Linked DNA regions of Macaca mulatta: region 1 is linked to region 2. Evidence: chromatin contacts called from public Hi-C data. All regions are on one chromosome and are shown on one strand. The core of a region is the stretch at or near the end of the contact, and the rest is flanking DNA. Distances in the headings are between cores, read along the strand shown.

Region 1 (5,043 bases), core at 2,132-4,631, 120 kb before region 2:
CATACATGCCTGGCTGGCAGTGGGGTCTCCCAAGCGGGCTTCCCAACTCACACAGTATCTGTGAGTCCACGTCCTCAGTGCTCTCCAGCTGTCTCCCCTGCCACCCTCTACCCTACCACTGCCTTTTAAAACCCAGCAGCAGTCACTTCCTGGTTAAAACCCCTCCCCTCCAGGCCAACCCAACCCACATGGCATCCAGGGCTCTCAGCCAGCCCACAGCGGGCTCCTCCCACACCACCGCTATGCCCTCTGCGCTCCGCTAGATGCCAGCCCTTATCACCCCATCTTATAATCATTTGTTGAGTGTCTAACTTCCCTAGGCTGAGCTCCAGAAAACAGTGATACATGAATGTAAACTCAAGTTCTGTTCCCATTGTAGAAATGAGGCAGGAGAGTCAATCACTGCCCAAGGTCACAACGGAAGTAAATGGCAGAGCCAGCAATGCACTACAGACTTTGCGACCAAGTCCAGTTCCCCTCTCACTGCCCCACAGGAGTCCCTCCTCGGCCAGGCTCAGAGGAGACAAGAGGGGAGGAACTTAATTTGTTCTTTCTTCCCGTGGTGAAAGCTGCCTCCCAGGCCAGCAAGAGCAGCCCAGGAAGAAGCACCCCACTCTCCCAGGGATCAGGTACTGGGGGCAGCAGGCAAGACAAGGTATGGGGTGGGGCTGACTGCTCAAGGCCAACAGACCAAGCAATAAGGTTGGAACCACAAGTCCCCTGGGTAAACTGAACTTTATTCCTTCCTCACGGCTCTCTCTCTCCAGAACTGCCCCGCCAGCTCTTCTCCAGGGGCTAGCTGCTGATTAAATGGCACTTCCCCCACCCCTCAGATCTGACCCCACAAACAATAAGGACTCGAGGAAGGCAGCAGGCTATCAGCTCAATAATGCAAAATCCTGTTGCTCCTCGTCCACAACAGCTGACTTCAAGTGGACGGGAGGCTGCGCTTATTAACAAAATGAGAAATCTGATCTACGGAAAGAAAACACTACGTGAGGATTAATCCAGGACTGCAGCTTGTGAAGAAGGCTGGGCTGCTGGCCAAGACCGAGGATCGAGGATGGGATCGTGCCTACCTGTCCCCAGAGCAGGTATCATGCAGCACAACAGGACTCATCAGGACTCATCACCCCTGCCCCACCTGCGCCTTCTCTTCTCCTTCCAGCAACTTCACAATCATTTCGGTTTTGCTTTAATTAAAGGCCTGACTCCCTCGGGCTTCTTCTTCCTCTACACAGAGCCAGCAACCAGAGGGAGATTTTTCTTTTCAGGAATCGGTCGTAAAACCTCAGTGACTAATCTACAAGTTCCAACAACTGGCAGAAAAACACCGCAGGGAGAGGTTGCTGGGCACACAGCAGCACTCAGAGCCAACTGGCCAGAAAAGCTGGGCTACAGGCACTCTACAACCTCCCTCCCCCAACCCGACACTGGCCTGCCGACCCACCTGAGAGCTCTGACCTCCGAAGGGAGGCAGCTGGGGAGCCTCTTCCCAGCCTTCCAAGTCTATTGCTTGTCCTGTGGGACCTAGAGATCTTCACAATCTCAATGGCACAAGACGGAACGTTCACTTCCAGGCAACAATTCTGGGCCACAGGACTCAGTTCAGCCCCCAAGCATCAGACTCCCAGCCCTGTTCTTGGTGTTCAGAACTCACTAAACCAGCAGTCTCGCCACACAGTTTTGTCTCCAGAGGCCAGCTCATCTGTTTTTCAGACTACTACAGCAACCCTGCTCCACCAAGCATGCACACTCTCCTTGCCACAGGGCTCCAGACCAACCACATGGCCTGTGCTCCTGAAAATGTCTGCTTGAAGGCCCAGGGAGTCCAGACACTGGCAGATGAGAATGGAGGGAAAGAAGCAAAGCCAGAAACCAGGAAGCAATAAATGCTAGACCCAGAAAGGCCTTAGGTTTGAGTGACCCAGCTCCATCCCTCCATCCTGGATCCTTAGAGGACAGCCTTGAGTTCACCCTAGGAGCTCCCAAGGCCCCTCCACTACCTGCCAGCTCTCCGACAGCACAAGAGACACAGCAATCCCCACATCAGTCAACAACCCACCGCCACAGGATTCCTATGGGCAAGGCTCTGCCCCTCCCCCCAGCACATATGTCAGAGGGGTGGCTTCCCTGGGTTACACCCCTCCTGCTGCTGGGGGAGTGGGGGGTCGGGAACATAGCTTTCCAGATGTGCTTGGCAACTCCTACTAGAAAAGACTAGGGGTGCAGGGGATAGAAGACATGGATAAATAACTTTAACACCGCTCCAACCCATCCGGCTCAGCATTGGGCTCCCTTACACAGGCAGTCCCAGGCAGTTCTGGGTGGGGCCGTTGGGAGCATTATCTGGCCTCATTCCCTCCTCTCCGCAAGTCACTGCCCCCCAGGGAGAGGCATTTCCCCCCCACCACGCACACACCCAGGCCTGTGTGAATATGAACCATCTTGGAAGATAAACAGAGAGTGACAAGCTGGGGCCCCTCAGCCCCCTCCCTCAGCCAGCCGGTCCCTTCCCCCTGCCAGCCGACCCCCTCCCCCAAGCCCATCTCTCTTCCTGCCAAGCGGCTGCCTACAGGAGAGATCTGGGGGCAGGGCAGCGAGCCCACCAGGCGCAGAGCCTGGCCCTCTGGGAGCGGCCCCTCCAGGCCCGCCCCTGCCCCTGCCCCTGCCGTGGCCAGTCTTCCCGCGGGGAGGAGGCAAGAAGAGAGGAGACCGCAGACAGTGCAAGACCGCAGTTCTGGAAATCGCAAAATCCTCCAGCGAGGGGGCGGCCGCGGGCGCAGGGCCGTTTGCATAATGGGAGCCCTCCCGCCTGTCAGGCAGCGCAGCTCGCCCGACGCTGTTCGGATTAGATTGCTAATGAAAAGGCACAAAGAGCCGGCGCCCGCTCGCCCGCCGACCCCCGCTCCGCAGACCCGCGCCTCCTGGGCCTGGCGCGGCCCCGTGGGCTTTGTGCCCCGGGTGCCCCACCGCCCGCGCCCCTCTGGGCATCTGGCCCACAAAGCCCGGGCCTGCCAGGGGTCCCGCGTGCGCCCCCGCCCAGGCCCGCCAGACGCGAGCGCGTCCCCCACGCGCGCAGTCCCACGTCGCCCGGGCGCGCGCGCCCACGCCCCTCTCTCCGGGGACGCGCCCGGCCCGCGGCCCCCGCCCGCGCCCCGCGCCCCCCGCCCCCCAAGGCCGCCCCTCACCTCGTGTGCGTCGGCGGCGGCGCTCCGCCCGCCGGCCGGCCGGCCCTACCAGCGGCCCTTGTCCTCAGCGCCCGGCTCGCGCCGCACGCGTCCGCCCCGTCCGTCTGCCGCCGGCTCGGCTCGGCTCCCCGCCCAGCGCGCCCCGAGCGCCGCTCACAGCCGCCCGCCCAGCGCCATCTTGGAAGCTTGTGACGTCGGCGCCGCCCGCTCACCCCTGACCCACATCTGAATGGGCGAGCAGCGGGGCGGGGCCAGGGGGCGCTAGGGGGCGGGGCCTGCGAACCGGGGCGGGGCCTCCGGGGGCGGGGCCGGCGCCGGCGCCGGCAAGCGGTCCGAGTACTAGGCGGGGCGGGCTGCGGGGGTCCGGCGCCGTGGGGGAGGGGAGCGCGAGAGGAGCCGGGGACCCAGACCCCGGACATCTAACTGGATCCCGACCTCAAGCGCCAGGACAGGACCGCGACCTCACCCCCGAAGTACCCGGACCGCATACCCGCCCCCGGGACAGGGACGCTGGCCCCCCCCTCCACAGGCTGACGCCCACCCCCTCAAACTCAGATGGACTTACTCCCTTTTAGCCCTACCCTGACCCCTAGGAGCCCCGAATTAGGGACCTCTGTCGGCCTACGCGTCTCCTCCCCGACTCCCTTGCGACCCCTACTCGACGCTCCCTGCGGTTGCGCGAGGCTCAAAGGCGTAGCCAGCAGTGACTGCAAGCTCGGGGGTCTGGGCTCCTGGGGAGGCCCGGGCTGGTTGGGTGCAAAAGAGAAGGGGCGCCCCTTCCCTGACCCCAGCGCCCCTCCGGCCCGCGCGCGCGCACCCCCGCGTGCCTTACCTGCTCCGAAGGCGCGGAGGACCCAGCGAGCTGCGCTCAGCCAGCCCCTTCCGGTGGCCGCAGCCCCTCGCAGGCCCCAGGGGTCAAGCGCCTGCCCGAGCCGGCCCACCAGGACCCGGGCTCCCGGCCGCCATGCAGATGGCCTTCCCAGGGGCTGGGCTGGCCTGAGCCGCCACTGCTTCTCTAGGGAGCTACTTAATGGACCTCTCTCTACTTTGAACACCAAACAAAGGAACACACCACTATCGAGGTCGCCCAAGTCCAAGAGGAGCACAGGTCTGCCTTACAGGCAAGTTGTGCTCCAGCTCCAGTCAAGATTAAAAGCCAGTTCCAATAACCCTTTGCCAAGCTGATTATGCAACCTTTCTTTCCTAATCGACGTATAGGTTTAGTGTCATGCTAACAACATTTCTTAGACTTCACAAAATTCTTAGTTCACCTGGAAAACTAAATAGTCGAAAACAGCTATCGTTTTCCCCCCTTGGAAACAAAAGCAGGCATGAAGGTAGACTTGCCCTAACAGATGTCAAAAAGAAATTGTAAAGCTACCGCAAGCATTTCAGTGTGGTACAGAACAAGAAATAGAATAGAAAGCCTAGAAACATCCTAGAAATGGTAAGAACACAATAGATGAAAAAGGAAATATCAAACATCTGTGAAGAAAAAAGAGATATCAAACATCCTTGAAGAAGAAAAGGAATATTCCACAAATAGAGCCCAGCAGAGGACTCACTATTTGAAGGAACGACTGAAAAAAAAATAGTCAACCATTCTGCTAACCCAAGACATATAAATTAAAACTATAAGAAGCTGGGTTTTCTACTAAACAAATTAAAAATCAGTTTCAAATGATAACCTTCAAACACAGGGTCTGGTAGGTAATCACTCTTATCAGTCTTATACTGTTGGAAGCACATAAATCGCCTCAAAATTCCTGGACATGAGTTTGGCGGTGTAAGCCAAAAGTTTTTTTGTTTGTTTGTTTTGTTTTGTTTCTTGACGCTCGGAGTCTCACTCCGT
Region 2 (5,143 bases), core at 2,396-4,895:
TTCTTATGGCCGGTGCTCAGAAGTCCCCAAACAGCACTTCTTCGGCATTCGATTGGTCAGAACAAGTTGCGCTACCTACCCAGATTCAAGGAAAGAGGAAATGAACTACGTATCTTTGGCTTACGGGGATGGGAGGAATTGTGAGTATTTGGAGACTAGTTACCACCCTTCCTCCTCTCCACAGCTGATTGTACCTTTAGCAGTCCTTGGGCCCAAGTTGAGCCAATCAGATTCTCTCTTGAGAACCTGAACCTTAAGACAAATTATGGTTAGTAGGTGGAGGGCATTGGAGAGGCCATAATCAGCCCTGAGGAGCTGCCCATAGGGTGAGCAGGGGAAGGCAGTCTGCAGCAGGAGGCTGGAGAAGGGAACAGCAAAGAGAGGCCATGAGGCTCCCCGTGAGAGTCAAGGGAGTGCTACATTGGCTTCCCCACTCTAGGTCTGGTATCTCAGCCTACTTAGAATCCTGTCTTGCTTGTCAGGAAGATCGCCTGCTGTGTCCTCACCCTCCTGTGGTCCTAAATGCAACTGGGAAATGGCTGGCAGCTTCTAGCAGGGAACTGGCATGATCTTTTGATCTATGCTTTTACCACTTTCTTTTGAGACGAAGTCTTACTTTATTGCCCAGGATGGAGGACAATGGTGTGATCTTGGCTCACTGCAACCTCTGCCTCCTGGGTTCAAGCGATTCTCCCACCTCAACCTTCTGAGCAGCTGGGATTACAGGCACATGAGACCACGCCTGGCTAATTTTTGCATTTTTAGCAGAGACAGGGTTTCGCCATGTTGGTCAGGCTGGTCTTGAAGTCCTGACCTCAGGTGATCTGCCTGCCTCATCTTCCCAAAGTGCTGGGGAGTCACCGTGCCCAGCTGCTTTTACCACTTTCCTGTGTAGAAAGAATGCTTTGGAGGGGCCAGCATCATAATGGAAGCAGCTAGACCTGTTAGGAGGCAGTGGTCAATATCTAAATGGGAGATGGAGGGGCTTGGGTTAGAACTGTGATGGGGACTCAGGAGAGATGCCTTGAAATGTGATTTGGAATGACAGCCATAAAGACACGTTGAGTGGGCTGGGCATGGTGGCTCACGCCTGTAATCTTTTTTTTTTTTTTTTTTCTGAGACGGAGTTTCGCTCTTGTCGCCTAGGCTGGAGTGCAATGGCATGATCTTGGTTCACCACAACCTCCACCTCCTAGGTTCAAGCGATTCTCCTACCTCAGCCTCCCAAGTAGCTGGGATTACAGGCATGCGCCACCATGCCCAGCCCACTCAACACGTCTTTATGGCTCTGATTTAGTAGAGATAGGGTTTCTCCATGTTGGCTGGGCTGGTCTTGAATTCCTGACCTCAGGTGATCTGCCCACCTCGGCCTCCCAAAGTGCTGGGATTGCAGGCGTGAGCCACCGGGCCCAGCCTATGCCTGTAATCTTAACACTTTGGAAGGCCGAGGCGGGTGGATAACCTGAGGTCAGGAGTTCAAGACCAGCCAGGCCAACATGGTGAAAACCCGTCTCTACTAAAAACACAAAAGTTAGCCGGGTGTGGTGGTACTGGGTACCTGCCTTAATCCCATTAGCTGGGTACATGCCTGTAATCCCAGCTATTCAGGGGACTGAGGCAGGATAATCGCTTGAACCCGGGAGGCAGAGGTTGCAGCAGTGAGCTGAGATTGCGCCACTGCACTCCAGCCTGAGCGACAGAGCAAGACTCTGTCTCAAAAAAAAGAAAAAAAAAAAAGGAAAAAAAAAGAGTTGTTAAATGAGGCACATGTGGAGACTCAAAAGTTAAAAAACTAACTAAATAAATAAAGGCTGGGAGTGATGGTGGTGGCTCACGCCTGTAATCCCAGCACTTTGGGAGGATGAGGCAGGTGGATCACCTGAGGTCAGAAGTTCGAGACCAGCCTGGTCAACATGGTGAAACTCTGTCTCTACTAAAAATACAAAAGAATTAGCTGGGCATGGTGATGCATGACTGTAATCCCAGATACTCAGGAGGCTGAGGCAGGAGAATCTCTTGAACCCGTGAGGCGGAGGTTGCAGTGAGCCGAGATCACGCCATTGCACTCCAGCCTGGGTAACAACAGCAAAACTCCATCTCAAAAGAAAAGAAAAAAAAAAAAGACTTGTTGAATGAGATGTGAGGAGCAACAAGGTAAAGAGATGAATGAAAGAAGAATCCCAAGTTTTGGGCCTGAATGGAGGTGCCATTTACTGAGACTCAGAGGCCTGGGGGAGGGGCAGTTTGAGGGCAGAGACCAGGAATTCTGCTTTGCATGTGTTGATTTTGAGGTGATGGCTGACATGTCCAAGAGTATATATCCGTTGCCTCTCAGATAGTACTTCAGATCTTCCACCCTAGACTGGAAACCCCTCAAGTGCAGTGACTACCAAATCCAGGGTAGACTGACCTTTAACTGTTTGGACACCTAAATGCTGAAAAGATCAAGGTGACTTATACTACATGTAACTCAAAATAAAAACAATATGAAACATGAAACCCCCAAAATAACATGTTGCTGTAATGAAAATCGCTTTACTCTGGATTTTCTGAATGCAAAATTCTGGACGATTTAATTAAATATGAACTTTTGTCTCTGCTTTGCCTGTGCTTCAACTACACCTTAGCCTCTTGAGCCCAGAGCTGTTTCCTCTGTGACCCCACAGGATCTGGAGTGAAGCCGCTGCAACAATGTCCCATGAATGAATAAACAGTGGTATAAGTTTTCCTCCCTTTGAAGGTTGAGCTGACAACACTCTGAGAAGGCGGCAAAAGGGAGACCTACTCATGGCCAGGAGACTGGGACACAGTCACCCAGGCTTGGTTCCCACAGCCCCTTGGTCTCCTTGGACTCTGGTTTCCTAAGACAGCTCTGGGGCTTTCTGGTGGGAAGCTGCCATTATTCTCGACGCCACAGCTCCCTGCTGCCCTCTCCTGCCCGATGACCCAGTGACCACAAGATTTAGCCACGAAAGGAGTCAAATGTATAAGTGGCCAGGGGAATTCAGAAACCCCAGGGTCTAGGGACTGTGGTGACCCAGTGTCAGAGAGGCGGCTAGGGCCGAATGACTGGGGGTTTCATTAATCTCGGGGTCCAGGGACTGAAGGACCAGACGATTCAGTGATTCTGGGATCTGTCGACTTTGTGACCACAAAATCTAGTGATCCAACAGCCTCAAGACCCTGCAGTTGTGGTCCCAGGTTCTGAGGGGAGAGACTAATTACTGAGTGCCCAGGAGTCCAGGATCAAGGGGCGTCGTGAACACGTGCCTGCAGGGTGCTAGGATCCTGAGCTGGTATCCAGGCACTCAGCGGCTGCGGGGCTCGGACTCGGCGTCCTCACCAAGCGCTCCCGCTCATTCTCCGCCGCTTGGCTACTCAGCCGCCCTTCCCTGGACACTCATTGGAAAGTCCTCGGAAGCGTGTACCAATCAAAACCCTCCTCGTGTCTCCAGTCCCCGCCCAGCTACTGCTCTAGCGAGACGGGGGCGGGCCCTCTCCTCAATGACCCAATGGCAGTGCAAGCGGAGTGCCGCGCGGGCCGACCATTGGCTGCCGCGAGCGGGCGCTGTCAGAACTGGATTGGGCCGCGGCGAGGACGGAAGCAGCCCTAGTGCCGGAGCGGCTGGAGCCGGGCCGGGGCGATGTGGAGCGCGGGCCGCGGCGGGTCTGCCGGGCCGGTGCTGTTGGGGCTGCTGCTGGCGCTCTTAGTGCCGGGCGGTAGTGCCGCCAAGACTGGCGCGGGGCTCGTGACCTGCGGGTCGGTGCTGAAGCTGCTCAATACGCACCACCGGGTGCGGCTGCACTCGCACGACATCAAATACGGATCCGGTGCGTGTGACCTGCGACTGAGAGAGCGCGGGGATCGGGGGCTTGGGGTTGGGAGTGTGGAGACAGGGTGGTCGTGGGGGTCTGTGGGCCATCTCGAAGCCGGGCGGCGGAGGCTCTAGAGTCGTTGGGGGGTCGAGGGGCGCAAGGCTTTGAGGGTGTCGAGGATATTGAGGGTGGGGACGGTCGTCGGGGAACTGCAGGCCCAAAGACTGAGGAGGGTGTCAGGCGGGGGCCGGGGCTGGGGGTGAGCCCCTTGGGGTCCCCTGGGAAATGTTATGGTCCCAGGGCGAGGGTCCGGGGTTCTGCGATTGACGGAGACCCTGGGTGAGTGGGGTGTCACTCCTCAGGCAGCGGCCAGCAATCGGTGACCGGCGTGGAGGCGTCGGACGACGCCAATAGCTACTGGCGGATCCGCGGCGGTTCGGAAGGCGGGTGCCCGCGTGGGTCCCCGGTGCGCTGCGGGCAGGCAGTGCGGCTCACGCATGTGCTTACAGGCAAGAACCTACACACGCACCACTTCCCGTCACCGCTGTCCAACAACCAGGTGAGCCCCTCCCGGAGCCCCCAGAGAGATTCCTGGCCTGTGTGAGGGGCCAGAGATCCTGGGTTCCAATCCGAGCCTCAGCTTCTTCGTGAAATGGAAATTTCACTTCAGAGATGGTTATTGAGCACCCCTTCGGGGGAAACAGAGTAACTCCGCCAAGATCCTGCCCCCAGGTGCTCCCGGCCCGGCAGGGAGACCGATGGGAGAGAGATCCGAAGAGATCCTCCTGGATAGCTCTTCCTCTGGGGGCAAGTGGGACCCAGGAGGAGAATCCACACAGCCTTGAGGGTGGGGAATAGGAAACTCCACTGGGGAGGAGGAACTCAGGCTGGGTCTGAAAGGATGATTAGGAGTCCTCCAAGCCACAAAGGGAAAAGAAGGACTTCCCAGGCCAGCAGAAGAGATTGCACCAATGCATGGAGGTCAGTGGAATTCAGGGGATTGGGATGGAACAGTGGGTGCCCTTGGAGAGTTGGTGGAAGAAAATGTTTGAGATAGATAGACAGCTTGACTGCTAGCCTGAGGGGCTGAAGGTAGGTCAGAGGGATTAGGACTGGGAGAATGTGGAGGAGGAGGCCTTAGCTCTGTGGGGACCAGTAGTCTCTGCACAGACAGATGCAATGGTGTGTGCACGTGTCTGAAGAGCCCATGCTGGGGAGGGAGTGCCAGAGGTTGCGCGGGCGGGTCATGGTGTCACCTTTTGCAGCTGTGGGAGCTGAGTCTCCAGGAAGGGCAGGGAAGGATCCTAGGCTCAGTGTAGGTACGAAT

What was found. A called contact is a pair of places that touch in the nucleus more often than the background predicts.
Region 1: a contact with region 2 is called in a Hi-C map of CD4 T cells, with 2.9 times the contacts expected there. The contact joins the promoter of HIC2 here to the promoter of SDF2L1 in region 2. A contact is called at or near these places in 4 of 14 Hi-C or Micro-C datasets (CD4 T cells, cortical neurons, fetal cortex germinal zone and 1 more).

Annotation. Positions count from the first base shown.
Region 1 is chr10:31,477,118-31,482,160 of T2T-MMU8v2.0, reverse strand. HIC2 (HIC ZBTB transcriptional repressor 2) reads right to left here and starts at 3,381. Exons shown (of 3, transcript XM_028827944.2): 1 at 3,192-3,381.
Region 2 is chr10:31,353,726-31,358,868 of T2T-MMU8v2.0, reverse strand. It overlaps SDF2L1 (stromal cell derived factor 2 like 1), which reads left to right and starts at 3,645. Exons shown (of 3, transcript NM_001145067.1): 1 at 3,645-3,831; 2 at 4,179-4,375. The coding sequence starts at 3,645.